4 separate regions of the Mus musculus genome follow, and all the other regions are linked to region 3. The links are chromatin contacts, called in public HiChIP or PLAC-seq, Micro-C and capture Hi-C maps. All regions are on one chromosome and are shown on one strand. The core of a region is the stretch at or near the end of the contact, and the rest is flanking DNA. Distances in the headings are between cores, read along the strand shown. Region 1 has its middle 53 kb from the start of 1700021F07Rik. Region 2 holds the start of Rae1 (ribonucleic acid export 1). Region 3 overlaps Pmepa1 (prostate transmembrane protein, androgen induced 1). Region 4 has its middle 50 kb from the start of Gm14642.

Evidence for each region. Hi-C and Micro-C count contacts between places; a contact is called where the count stands out from the background. HiChIP or PLAC-seq counts read pairs in DNA pulled down with a chosen protein or histone mark. Capture Hi-C pulls out chosen DNA fragments and counts their contacts.
Region 1: a contact with region 3 is called in a Micro-C map of B cells, with 3 times the contacts expected there. The contact joins two enhancer-like sites. A contact is called at or near these places in 1 of 39 promoter capture datasets (liver), 6 of 15 datasets of contacts at CTCF or cohesin (CD8 T cells, the NIH/3T3 cell line, embryonic stem cells and 2 more), 120 of 484 Hi-C or Micro-C datasets (the 63-12 cell line, B cells, the C2C12 cell line and 66 more), 36 of 115 datasets of contacts at active chromatin or transcription factors (the 230-238 cell line, CD4 T cells, CD4 single positive thymocytes and 27 more) and 4 of 9 other capture datasets (adipose tissue, embryonic stem cells, liver and 1 more).
Region 2: an HNF4G HiChIP or PLAC-seq map of pancreatic cancer cells shows a contact between it and region 3. The contact joins the promoter of Rae1 here to the enhancer-like site in region 3. A contact is called at or near these places in 1 of 39 promoter capture datasets (pre-B cells), 3 of 484 Hi-C or Micro-C datasets (B cells, CD4 T cells and natural killer cells), 1 of 115 datasets of contacts at active chromatin or transcription factors (pancreatic cancer cells) and 2 of 9 other capture datasets (adipose tissue and liver).
Region 4: a contact with region 3 is called in a capture Hi-C map of embryonic stem cells, with 6 times the contacts expected there. The contact joins two enhancer-like sites. A contact is called at or near these places in 2 of 39 promoter capture datasets (HPC-7-derived erythroid cells and liver), 6 of 15 datasets of contacts at CTCF or cohesin (CD8 T cells, the NIH/3T3 cell line, embryonic stem cells and 2 more), 135 of 484 Hi-C or Micro-C datasets (3T3-L1-derived adipocytes, the 63-12 cell line, B cells and 74 more), 40 of 115 datasets of contacts at active chromatin or transcription factors (the 230-238 cell line, CD4 T cells, CD4 single positive thymocytes and 29 more) and 4 of 9 other capture datasets (adipose tissue, embryonic stem cells, liver and 1 more).

The regions. Positions count from the first base shown.
Region 1 is chr2:173,468,680-173,471,379 of GRCm38.p6, forward strand. No RefSeq gene overlaps it. Among named protein-coding and RNA genes, the nearest start is that of 1700021F07Rik, 53 kb to the right of the region's middle. Within about 2 kb of position 1,277, at least 62 of the 459 cell types and tissues checked have an H3K27ac peak or open chromatin away from gene starts, as enhancers often do. A contact at or near this core is called in B cells, CD4 single positive thymocytes, CD8 T cells and 8 more, where this site is marked.
Region 2 is chr2:172,998,829-173,001,528 of GRCm38.p6, forward strand. It overlaps Rae1 (ribonucleic acid export 1), which reads left to right and starts at 1,289. Exons shown (of 12, transcript NM_175112.5): 1 at 1,289-1,548.
Region 3 is chr2:173,228,616-173,231,315 of GRCm38.p6, forward strand. It overlaps Pmepa1 (prostate transmembrane protein, androgen induced 1), which reads right to left. Exons shown (of 4, transcript NM_022995.3): 3 at 1-11. Among named protein-coding and RNA genes, the nearest start is that of Zbp1, 11 kb to the left of the region's middle. Within about 2 kb of position 1,441, at least 91 of the 459 cell types and tissues checked have an H3K27ac peak or open chromatin away from gene starts, as enhancers often do. A contact at or near this core is called in B cells, CD4 single positive thymocytes, CD8 T cells and 9 more, where this site is marked.
Region 4 is chr2:173,443,122-173,445,821 of GRCm38.p6, forward strand. No RefSeq gene overlaps it. Among named protein-coding and RNA genes, the nearest start is that of Gm14642, 50 kb to the left of the region's middle. Within about 2 kb of position 1,435, at least 9 of the 459 cell types and tissues checked have an H3K27ac peak or open chromatin away from gene starts, as enhancers often do. A contact at or near this core is called in CD4 single positive thymocytes, Th1 cells, Th2 cells and 1 more, where this site is marked.

The DNA.
Region 1 (2,700 bases), core at 27-2,526, 240 kb after region 3:
ATGTTGTGGTCCCCCAGCCTCTGCTTGGGGGGCTCACTGCCATCCTGACACAGACACAAAGGTGCCAGACAACGTGGAAATCAAAGTCTTGCACTGCATTCTTGGGAGAAATGAGTTTTGAAAGCAGGCCACTGCCCCAAACCAGCAGGGCAGAGGCAGGTCAAGCAGGGAACCTTGGCAGCATGGAGACCACTGGAGCCAGAAGTCCAGGGATAGCAGCATGGGGGTTTTGATCATTGCCAAAGACTGCATGGAATAGTCTAGAATTTCTGATGGGGGCTTCAGTGTAATCTAAGAGAGACCCCACAACCTCCTGACTTTCATCTCAAGGAGCCCTCAGACCCTCTGAGTAATGGGGAACAGAAAGAGTACATATGAAATATTTCCAGAACTTTCTCTACGACAGAGTCCCTCCTGCATGCACATGGCCAGAGGCTCATCTTGCTGCAGGAAGGGTACATTCTTACATCAGCTCCTATCTACCACCCTGTCCTACCTAAGGACAGGGACAGCCCATGCTCCCCGGGAGTCTACAGAGCACCCCACTCCAATCTCCCCACATGCAGCATGTTTGTGGGGTCACAGAGGAGCCTGGAGGAGACAGCATTCAACACAGATTCTCTGAGAAGGTTTGGGAGGAGTTTGAGGTCAAGAATAAAGGGAGAAAAAGAACCTGGTTTGTTAATCCCACTGGTCGAGAATAAGACCACTACCACCATTTTTGAGCCAAATTTGGAACAAGTTTTATTTTATTGGGGCACACCAGAAAACTGACCAGGGACTGTCCCCTAAGTCGGGTTCAAGAGATATGCTAGGTCTATTTCTCAGCATGAGAAGTATGAGAAGTCGCAAAGCAGTTTAACAGACGTTACAGTAGGGCAGTTGAGAAATACAGAAAAATCTCAGAAAAACAAAAACCTCAAAAAAAACCCCAAAAACCAACCAACCAACAAAACCAGCCATCTTCATGTGGCCCCAGATTAGGGGGGGGGGTCAGGATGTTCTCAAAAACAAGTCAATGTCATGGGTTTGGGCAGGTCAGGTTCCAGGAAACAGAAACTTAAAACCCCAGCTCTTAGAGTAAAGTTACTTTTAACAAATCAACAGAATGGCTTCTGCCTTCAAAATAGAGTCAGGCAGGCTCCTCGTGGCTTGACTAAGAACATCCTCGTAGTCTCAGACATTTGACTGCTTGGTCCCCTGTTAACAGAGCTGTTTGGAGGTTTAGGAGATGTGGGCTTGTGGGAGGAAGTGTGCCACTGGGGGCGGGCTTTGAGGTTTCTGAACCGTGCATCATTCACCGTCCACTCCTGTCACCTGCTTGAGGGCTGAGGTGTGAGCTCAGCTGTGCCTGCACCGCGTCTTCCTTCCACCATCACACACTTCCACCTTTGAAACTGCAAGCCTGAGTCACACTTTCTTCAGTAAGTTGACTTGGCTGTGGTGTTTTGCCACACAATAGGACACTAGCTAGTTCTGAAGTTGGCATCTGAGAATGGCCTATTGCTGTGCCAGACCTGGCCATGTGTTTTGGGGGAATGTGGAAGAGTTTGGGCCTTTGAGCTTAAACAAAACAAAACAAAAACAATGCTTAAACACTGTAATCGGAGGACGATTGTTCTTCTTCACGGGCTCTTGGAAGACAATAGGGCCATATCACTTTAAATGTGAGTGGTCTAATTATATCAGCTAAAAACAAACTGCCGAAACAGAAAAGAAATGGGAGCCAATTGTGTAACAAAGTGTATATTAGGAGTACACCTTAAAAAGGAGGTCAGAAGGATACACATTGGTAAGGAAGAAGTCAAGATATCACTATTTGCAGATGATATGATAGTATGCATAAACAACCCCCAAAATTCCACCAGAGAGCTCCTATAGCTGATAAACAACTTCAGCAAAGTGACTGGATATAAATTTAACCCAAACAAATCAGTAGCCTTCCTCTACTGAAAGGATAAACAGGTTGCAAAAGAAGTTAGGGTAACAACACCCTTCACTATAATCACAAATAATATAAAATACCTTGGTGTGACTCTAACCATGCAAGTGAAAGAGTTGTATGACAAGAACTTCAAGTCTCTAAGGAAAGAAATTGAAGAAGACTTCAGAAGATGGAAATATCTCCCATGCTTATGGATTAACATAGTAAAAATGGCCATCTTACCAAAAGCAATCTACAGATTCAATGAAATCCACAACAAAAATTTCAATTCAATTCTTCACAGAGATAGAAAGAACAATTCTTAAACTCATCTGGAATAACAAAAAACTATTCTCAACAATTAAAGAACTTCTGAGGGAATCGCTATCCCTGATCTTAAGCTATACTACAGAGCAATAGTGATAAAAACTGCATGGTACAGAGACAGGCGGGTAGGGGTAGATCAATTGAATAGAATTGAAGACCCAAAAATAAACCCACACACACCTATGGCCACTTGATCTTTGACAAAGAAGCCAAAACTACCCATTGGAGAAAAGACAGCATATTCAACAAATGTTGCTGGTTCACTGGTGGTGGGCATGTAGAAGAATGCAAACTGACCCATTCTTATCTCCTTGTACAAAGCTCAAGTTCAAGTGGATCAAGGACCTCCACATAAAGCCAGATACACTGAAACTAATAGGAGAGAAAGTGGGAAAGAACCTTGAACTCATTGACACAGGAGAAAATTTCCTGAACAAAACACCAATGGC
Region 2 (2,700 bases), core at 39-2,538, 230 kb before region 3:
CAAACACTATGTACGCTAACTAAACCTTGTTATTTGACTTCTCAGGGGATGGGAGTAAGTAGATGATCACCAAGTGTCCTAGACAGGCCTGTTTCCTCTGTGTTGTACTGAGGTCCCTTAAGACAGGTAACCAGCGGCCAGTTTTTATTCCATTGTTCTGTAACCCTGTTCCTGCCTTACATTTTTAAAAATTGTTTTGGAGACAGAACATTTCTGTGTAGTTCTGATTGGCCTAGAACTCACAGAGACGCCCCCCCCCACCCCCTGCCTCTACCTCCTGCGTGCAGGGATTGGAAGGCCTGCCAAGTTGCCCAACAAGGAAACTAATTTTGTAGGGACCAATCACATTTTGTTCTTCCTCACTGACACTTGTCCTTTCTCTCTCTCTAAAACCGCTTTCCCTGATTGGTTCATTGGAACCCCCATTCTGGAATCTAGCTAACTATGTTGTCATTTTATCTGACACCTTAAACACTCTATGTGGAATGTTTCATAGAGCAGGACTTTTGTGTTTCAAACAGGCTTAATACTGACCTATTAGTACATGGGGCTCAGTAATTAAGTGTACTTGTTGCTCTTGAAGAGAGCCATGGTTCGGTTCCCAGTACCCACATGATGGTTCGACTATCTGTAACTCCTGTTCCAGGGGCTCCTACACAGTTTTCATGCCTCCCCAAGCATGTGGTGCATATACATACACACAGGGACAACATCCATGCACGGAAATAAATCTTAAACATCTCAGGGAGTAGGAACCATTCCCCTTATCATACCGCTCGGGATGTTCCAAGTAGGCAGCCTCTCAGAGGACAGTGCTAGATCTGAGCTGGGGAACTCTTTTTTTGTTTGTTTGTTTGTTTGTTTTTTGTTTTTACATGTATATGAGTATGTTGCCTGAAGAAGTTTAAGCACCACTGCGTGCAATGACCACAGAGACCAGAAGAGGGCGTCAGTTCTCCAAGAACTGGTGTTGGTTCTCTTGGACCTGTGAGCCGTCCAGTAGGTGTTGGGAATAGAATCTGGGTCTTCCCCAAGAAGCCACTGCTCTTGGCCGCTGAGCCATCTCTTCGGCTCCACGATCATCTTTAGACGTTTAAACAACAATCAATATAACGATACACACGCGAAAACAACGCCCTCTCTCAACTAGTTGCCTGGCAACTGCGCTGGCCGACTTTCCACAAACGCACAACTGCTGGCATAAACACTTCCTCTCGCCCTCAGCAGGGCTTCTGCGCATGTGCGCCCGCCTTGAGAGGGGCGGGACGCCGTGCTCTGACGCTTTCCGGGCAGTCCCGGAAGTGGCTCGTGGCGCGTGCGCGGTGCTTCTGTGGTAACGGGGCAGTTTCCACCGGCTTGAGGCGGACGACTCGGCGGTCTGGGGTCTCCCGGCTGCGCCCCCTCTGCCCCGCGCCAGAGCAGGTCCGTGGCTTCGGGCCCCGCCGCGTGCGTGTTCCTCAGGCGGCCGCCGCGCTCCCTCCGGGAAGCCCGGGCCCGCGTGAGGAGACCGAGCCCCTCTCTGCAGCCGGACCCCGTGCGCTCCGCTAGGTAGGCCGGGCCTCTCCGCGTGCGCACACCGCCCAGGCCACGGGGGTGAGGGGACGGTGGGGGACCGCGGCGTGCGCGGATGGGAGGGGCACGGCCGAGCCGGCGGGCGTGGTCGGACGCTTGGGAGCAGCCCGAGCTAACCCAGTCAGCCAGGAGAAAGGCCCCTGAGAGCTACGGGAGCTGGAGAGATGGCTGCGCTGCCTGCCAGAGGTCCGACCGCCTCTTCACCCCCGCTGCAGGGCACCCGGTACGCCCTTGCTCTTCTCACGTGCGCATGGTGATCTGAAACTAAGTCCTCAAGTAAATTGCACGGGAGAGGAGCGTGCGGATCCCAGCACACACTGGGGGTCGTTTCGTTTCCTAACTCCAGGATGGAGGAGTTAGTTTTTCCGGTGAAAATCAAGACTAACTCACGCTCCGGAGAAACATAGCCCTGGCTGCGTGTCTGTGCATCCCTCTCCCTGTACAGACAGGCTTGTAGTCCTCAGCCCCGAGAGTTGTCTCCCGAGCCGTCTTCTGAGACGTGAATGTGCACCTTATGGTGGCTCTGACACATCGTGGCTGTCTCGAAGGCAGCAGGAGTCAAATGCGCTCCCACAGTTCCTTGCAGTTTCCCTTTCCTTGTTATTTTAAGGAAGCGACCCTCATTAGGCTGTGGATTGCTCGGGCCTTAGCCTCGCTTTTGGAGAGGTGGCTGACTTGGTGGAAGTCTGGGTTTTAAGAATTTGCTTTTTAGTAACAGCTTGAAATGTGGCAAAAGCATATGGGAGTCTGGAGTCACAGTGCACAGATGGTTTCCTTGGCAACGACACAGTTGTCAATTACATTCAGTGTTAGACCGTGCAAATCCTTTTCTTTAAATGGGCTCTTTTGTAGACCAGGCTGTCCTCAGATTTCTGTACAGTCAGGGATGGCCTGCTCCTCCTGACCCTGCCTCCCAAGTGCAGAGATCACCTGTGCCAGCTCACCTGACTAACCCTAAACTTTCTCTGCCTGTTGTGTGTATGGCCATGCATGCGTGTCACAGTCCACATCTGGGCAGAGGACAACTTTGGAGTTCTCGCCTGCCTTTCTGTTGGTTCTGAGGGTCGAACTCGGGTTTCCAGGCTTGCACACCAAGTGTCTTTACTACCTGAGCCAACTCACCAGCCA
Region 3 (2,700 bases), core at 191-2,690:
AGGCATCCTTCCTGTAGGATGGAAAAGGACACAGGGTCAGCAGTGGACAGGGCTGGTGACAGGAGACGCCACCTATCCTAGATTTGAACTTGTCGTCCTGGAGTGAAGTCTTGGGCGCATGCATTTCTCATCCTCCAACCTTACCCCATCTGCATGCATGGTCAGAGGCAAGGCCACACTGTTGCTGCTGGCTCCTCCCTCGGCTCCTGTTGCTGTCTTGTCTGTAGGCTTTCCAAGGCACGTATCTGATCTGTGGGGCACCCCCCTCCCAAAGCCTGCAGACAGCTTACCTGGGCATTAGAGCTGAGTTACTTGGCTTTAAGGAAGCCCAGTATGGCCGGCCTGCCTGCCTGCCTGCCTGCCTCCCGTCTCTACCACGACTGCTTGCTCCCGGCATGATCGTGCCCAAAATGCTGAACATTGACCTCACAGGTTCAGCAACTGAACATGTAGACACATATGCTTGGCTGGAGAAGTTAGTGAATTTAATGTTGAATGTCACAATCTAGATGACCCTCGGGGGACATCAGAAAGAAACAGGTACCACATACCCCCCCCCCCACACACACACACAGAAGCCAGGTCTGACGTGTCTCAGCATGTTAAGCCTGTGTGCCTCAGGCCTTTGGACTGGACACTCCTTGGTGGGACCGGTTCTTTGTTGATGTTCAGTGTATGGGTCCCTACAGACTCTATAATTTAGAGTTTCTCACATCTTTATTATCAATAAACAGATATGGAATCATTTGTGTGATGGCTGTCACTCATGAGGCTCCCGTCCTCAGCAGTGGGAGTCCCAGGAAGGGCGCAAACTCTCCCAGGAGAGGGAGTGTCCTTGCTAGGGTCAGTAGCTCTGAGCTGTCCTGAATGGTTCTAGTGTAACTGCCAGCCTGCGGAAAAGCCGCCTTAATTTTGGCTTTATTCCGTTGTACCTACAGAAATAAAACTCTCAAACACTTGGAGCCTACAATGTGGTCAAGTAAACATCCCATCACCACAATCCAGATGAGAATACATCTTCCTACCACTCTGAACTACAGCGGGCTGCCACCTCTGTGAGTTCAGACAAGTTCCTCCCCAAGCTGCAGAGAACTGCAGTTCACGCAGTGGCCACTAGGCGGTGCTGGGGCTTGCACTTGCAGGTGGAGATTCTCTCTCTGATACAGTGAATGGCCCTGGCTGCCCTAAAAACATACGATCCAGACACACAGGTGTCTCCTGGTGTCTGCATCCCACCGACTGGAGCCTCCCTCCCCCAGATCTCCTCCCATACACAGCCACTCAGTCTACCTTGCTTGGGCACCTCTGCCTGTTGTACGGTGAAGACCTAAGCTGCCCTCTATCCCGGCCTTGCAGACATGTCAGTCAAGTATACACTAAGGAAGGCGTGGCTTCCGCAGGAGGAGCTGGTGGGGTCCACAAGGAGGCGCCAAGAGGCCTCATATGCTGCACCAGAGGGGCCTGCCTCTGCTCTGGCTTGCCCCTTCCCACAGGGCCTACTCCTTCCTACCCACATCCTCTCCCAAATCTGCTATCCACCCATTGCTAGCCCAGCAAACCTCACAGCTCTCCTACTTCCTTCAGTGATGAACTGTGTGACCTGGAAGTGTAAGCTGAAATAACCCCTTCCTCAAACAAACTGCCTTTGGCCACCAGGTTTTATCACAGCCACAGACGAGCAACGGAGAACGCCAGCCCTTTTCCTTCCTACACACGGCCTCATTTCTGCTCATGATACCCTGTCTACATGGCTCACTCTGTCTGCAAAGCTGCAATATCCCCTGTGCCTAGAGTCTAGTGTGGGTCACAGCATATGCTTAAGTTACAGCAATCGATTATCACATAACTGTCTCCTGATGTTCCCTAACCCTGGGACTTCAGGCAGCCGCTGAGGGGAGGCGAAAGGCAGGGTCCAACCCCATAGCCAATGCTGCCAGCCCTAGTCAGCAGTGAGGACAGCCCCTCCCGTCCTTCTAGAACTGTGTTGCTTGCCCTACGATGGCTTTGGGGCTCCTTCTTGCTCCTTCCACACTGTCTGGGGTGCTGCTGGCTCCTGTTATGTGATCCTCTTCTCCATTAGGATGCCTGAGTTCCACTCGACTTCTCCACGGCCTCTCCCTCTGGACCTCCCCCACAGCAGGAGTCTGCCAGCCATTTCTACAAAGGGTCAGAATAAAAGTTTTTGTATACATGAACTATCAAAGAATAACTAAAAACATTATACTGGGTGGGAGGAGTTTTTGTTAAATCCTAATAGCTCATAAACACTAACAGGCATGGTTGTGTGCCAATAAAACTTTATTTATAAACCCAGGCACACAGCCCTTGGGTCAGGCCACTCTGTTGAGGCCTGATGACGCCCTCCTGGCTGCAATTCTAGACTGAGAGCTACTACCTGCTTGGAAAGTCCCTTTGGTCAGCTTCCAGACACGGCTCTGACTGTCCCCTCAACTCCACAGTGACAATCATTCCCTTCCTGTGGACAAGCGGTCACCATCAAATTCTGTAGAGCAAACATCTGGCAGGTGGAGAGCTGAGGCCCTCCCTGCCCCAGGGTGAGAAAGGTCTGGACCCCTCTGAAGCTGGATGCACGCTTGAGCTTCTGCTCTGGCTGACCCCTGCATCTGGTTTTACTGTAGATTTTTGCCTTTGGCCTCAGAACGAGGACTCGCGGCAGGCAGTGCTTCCACGGGGAGCAGG
Region 4 (2,700 bases), core at 185-2,684, 210 kb after region 3:
CTTGCTCAAAGACCTGTGGCAATCTGAACAGGATGCCCACCCCCATGGGGCTGACTAGCAAGCCTCTGGAATCTGCCCACCTGTGCCTCTTCAGCACTGGGATGCAAGCTCACACCGTGGAGTTGGGTAAGACTTACTGACTCAACCACCTCCTCACCCTCCTCTCTCCCATCTTAGAGGTGAAGTGACAGATCTGACCACTGAGTGAGGAGGCAGCCTCCAAAGTCACTCTAGTGGCTCAGATTTCCTTCCAGGTGGAGACAACGGTGACCACTGAGCCACGCAAGTCGAGACCCTGGAGATGGGGCCTCAGGCTGCAGAGCCTTCAGACTGACTCTGGGCAGGTTTATTATCCTTGGCAGGCGATAATTAACAGTGCTCCTAAATCAACAGCGCTGGACGAAGCCTGGCCTCGGCTGCTATCGGAGAAGATTATTGCTGTCTATGAATATTTCATAAGTCTCTCCTGCCAGCCCTCCATGCCCACTCCGTGGTCATAAATGCCATCCTGCAACCCAAATCTAAACTCAGCCGTGTCTCAAGTGGGCGGGAGAGCTTCTAGATCACTCTGGGACTCACACGGAAGGAGGGAGGGAGAGGGGAGGAAGCGATAGATAGGTAGGTAGATAGATAGATAGATAGATAGATAGATAGATAGATAGATAGATAGATAGATAACGCATTCTCTCTAAAAAGCCACACCAAAGCAGAGTGGATTAAGTGGGTCCCCCTCCCCCATGTCAATGTCTGCAAAGCTTCAGGATTTGAGCATGTGAGCCTACATGGAAATAAAGGTTTTTGGACAGTGCCCGCTACAGGGAGGTCACACTGAGGTCTGTGGATTCTAGCTCACTAATGTCTTTTAAGAAGCGGTATCACCCAGGAAGAGGAGGGAAAGCCAGAAGTGCCACAGGGCAAGGGACACCTGAGCCATCAAAGCTGGAGGAGATTGGAGGTGCCTCTTCTCCAGAGGCTCTGCGGGAGCCTGGCTCCACCCACCCTTAACTTGGGACCTTAGGCATAAGGATGGGAAAAGAACGGTTTCCTTTGTTTTGAGCCACTTGGTTCTAGCTGCTTGTGGCTGAAGCCCAGGGGTTTTCTGCACAAAAGCAAAATTTCTGGAGGCTGGAGAGGTTCATTGTCCTTCATGCAGTCTCTCCCCAGCCACCCGCACCTCCTCAGCCTCCTCTGCCTCAGGGTTTCATCTCTCAGTTTGCTTTTTGTTGTTGTAACAAACACCACGATCAAAAGCAACTTGGCATGAAAGGGTTTATTTTATCTTACAGCTTACAGCTCATCATGAAGACAAGGCAGGGACTCAAGGCAGGAACCTGGAGGCAGAAGCTGACACGGAGAGGCCATGGAGGAACGCTTGCTCCCCATGGCTTGCTCAGTTTGCTTTCTTGTAGAACTCAGCACCACCTGCCTAAGAATGGCTCCGCCCACAGTGGGCCGGACCCGCGCACGTCAATCATAAAAGGAGATACAGCCATGCCAGACACGCCCACAGGTCATTTGATGGAGGCAGGTTCTCAAATGAGGTTCTCTTCCTCTCAGCGCCAGAGTGGAGCAAGGAACTGGAGAGCTGGGGTAATTTACACACACAAAAATGCCTCAATCTTCTGCAAGGCAAGGTCTCACTAGGGTCACAATGAGCCCAGTGAAGAGGGCACAGACCCCCACAGAGAGGCAGTTTTGGACACAGAACTGTGGCTTGAGATCTCCCAGCACCCAAGTCGTTGTTGCCCAGGTTACACCAGAACCACTCAGGACCCAGACTCAGGCCTGACCTCAGCCAAGGCTTCCTGTCCCCTTGACCTTGGGATCCAGCCCTTCACACTAGAGGGGCCCTCACCTGTGATGGAGGGGACACCAGATCTCACACGTGGACAGTGGATGCTGAGGAGTGAGCCTCTCCGACACAGCCTAGATTTGAGGAGACCCGGAAGGACTGTCACATGGTTTTGAAAAAAATAGGTTCTTTCTGGAGAATTGTGTGTGTGTGTGTGTGTGTGTGTGTGTGTGTGTGTGTGTGTCTCATTAATAAAAGAATTTAAGAAGTGACTCAAAAGGAAAGTTAAGGGCAACTTTATTAGCTTTTAAAGGAAAAAACCTCAAAGCAAGCAAGGTGTATGTAAATCTGGGCAGCCCAGAGGGGCGAGACTGAAAAGAGAAAGAGGGAAAGCTGTATGTTTGAATTAAGCATGAAAGCCAGCCATGTGGCAAACAGGCAGTTGCAAAATGGTGAAGCCCTAAGTGTTGGCATTTAGTCTAGGCTCTGCCCCACAGTTACCTGGCAACAGCCAGCTGTGCCTGACTCACTATAAAAGGGGCTGCTTGCCCCCTCTGCTCTCCCTTGCCCTCTTGCTCTTGCTCTGTCCTCTCGCCCCCTCGCCCTCTCTCCGTTCCCCTCCCCACTCTCACTCCATGCTCATGGCTGGCCTCTATTCCTCTACTCTCTCTGTCTTCTCTATCTCTCTCTGTCTCTCTCTGTCTCTCTCTGTCTCTCTCTGTCTCTCTCTATCTCTCTCTGTCTCTCTGCCTTTCTCTCAACTCCCCTCCCCATGCCCTGAATAAACTCTGTTCTACACTATACCATCATGTGGCTGGTCCCTCAGGAGGAAGGGCTGCCTCAGGATGGGTCCCTTGGAGGCACCCCTCCCCCCACACCTGACCGCACCTCCACCAAACATATTCCCT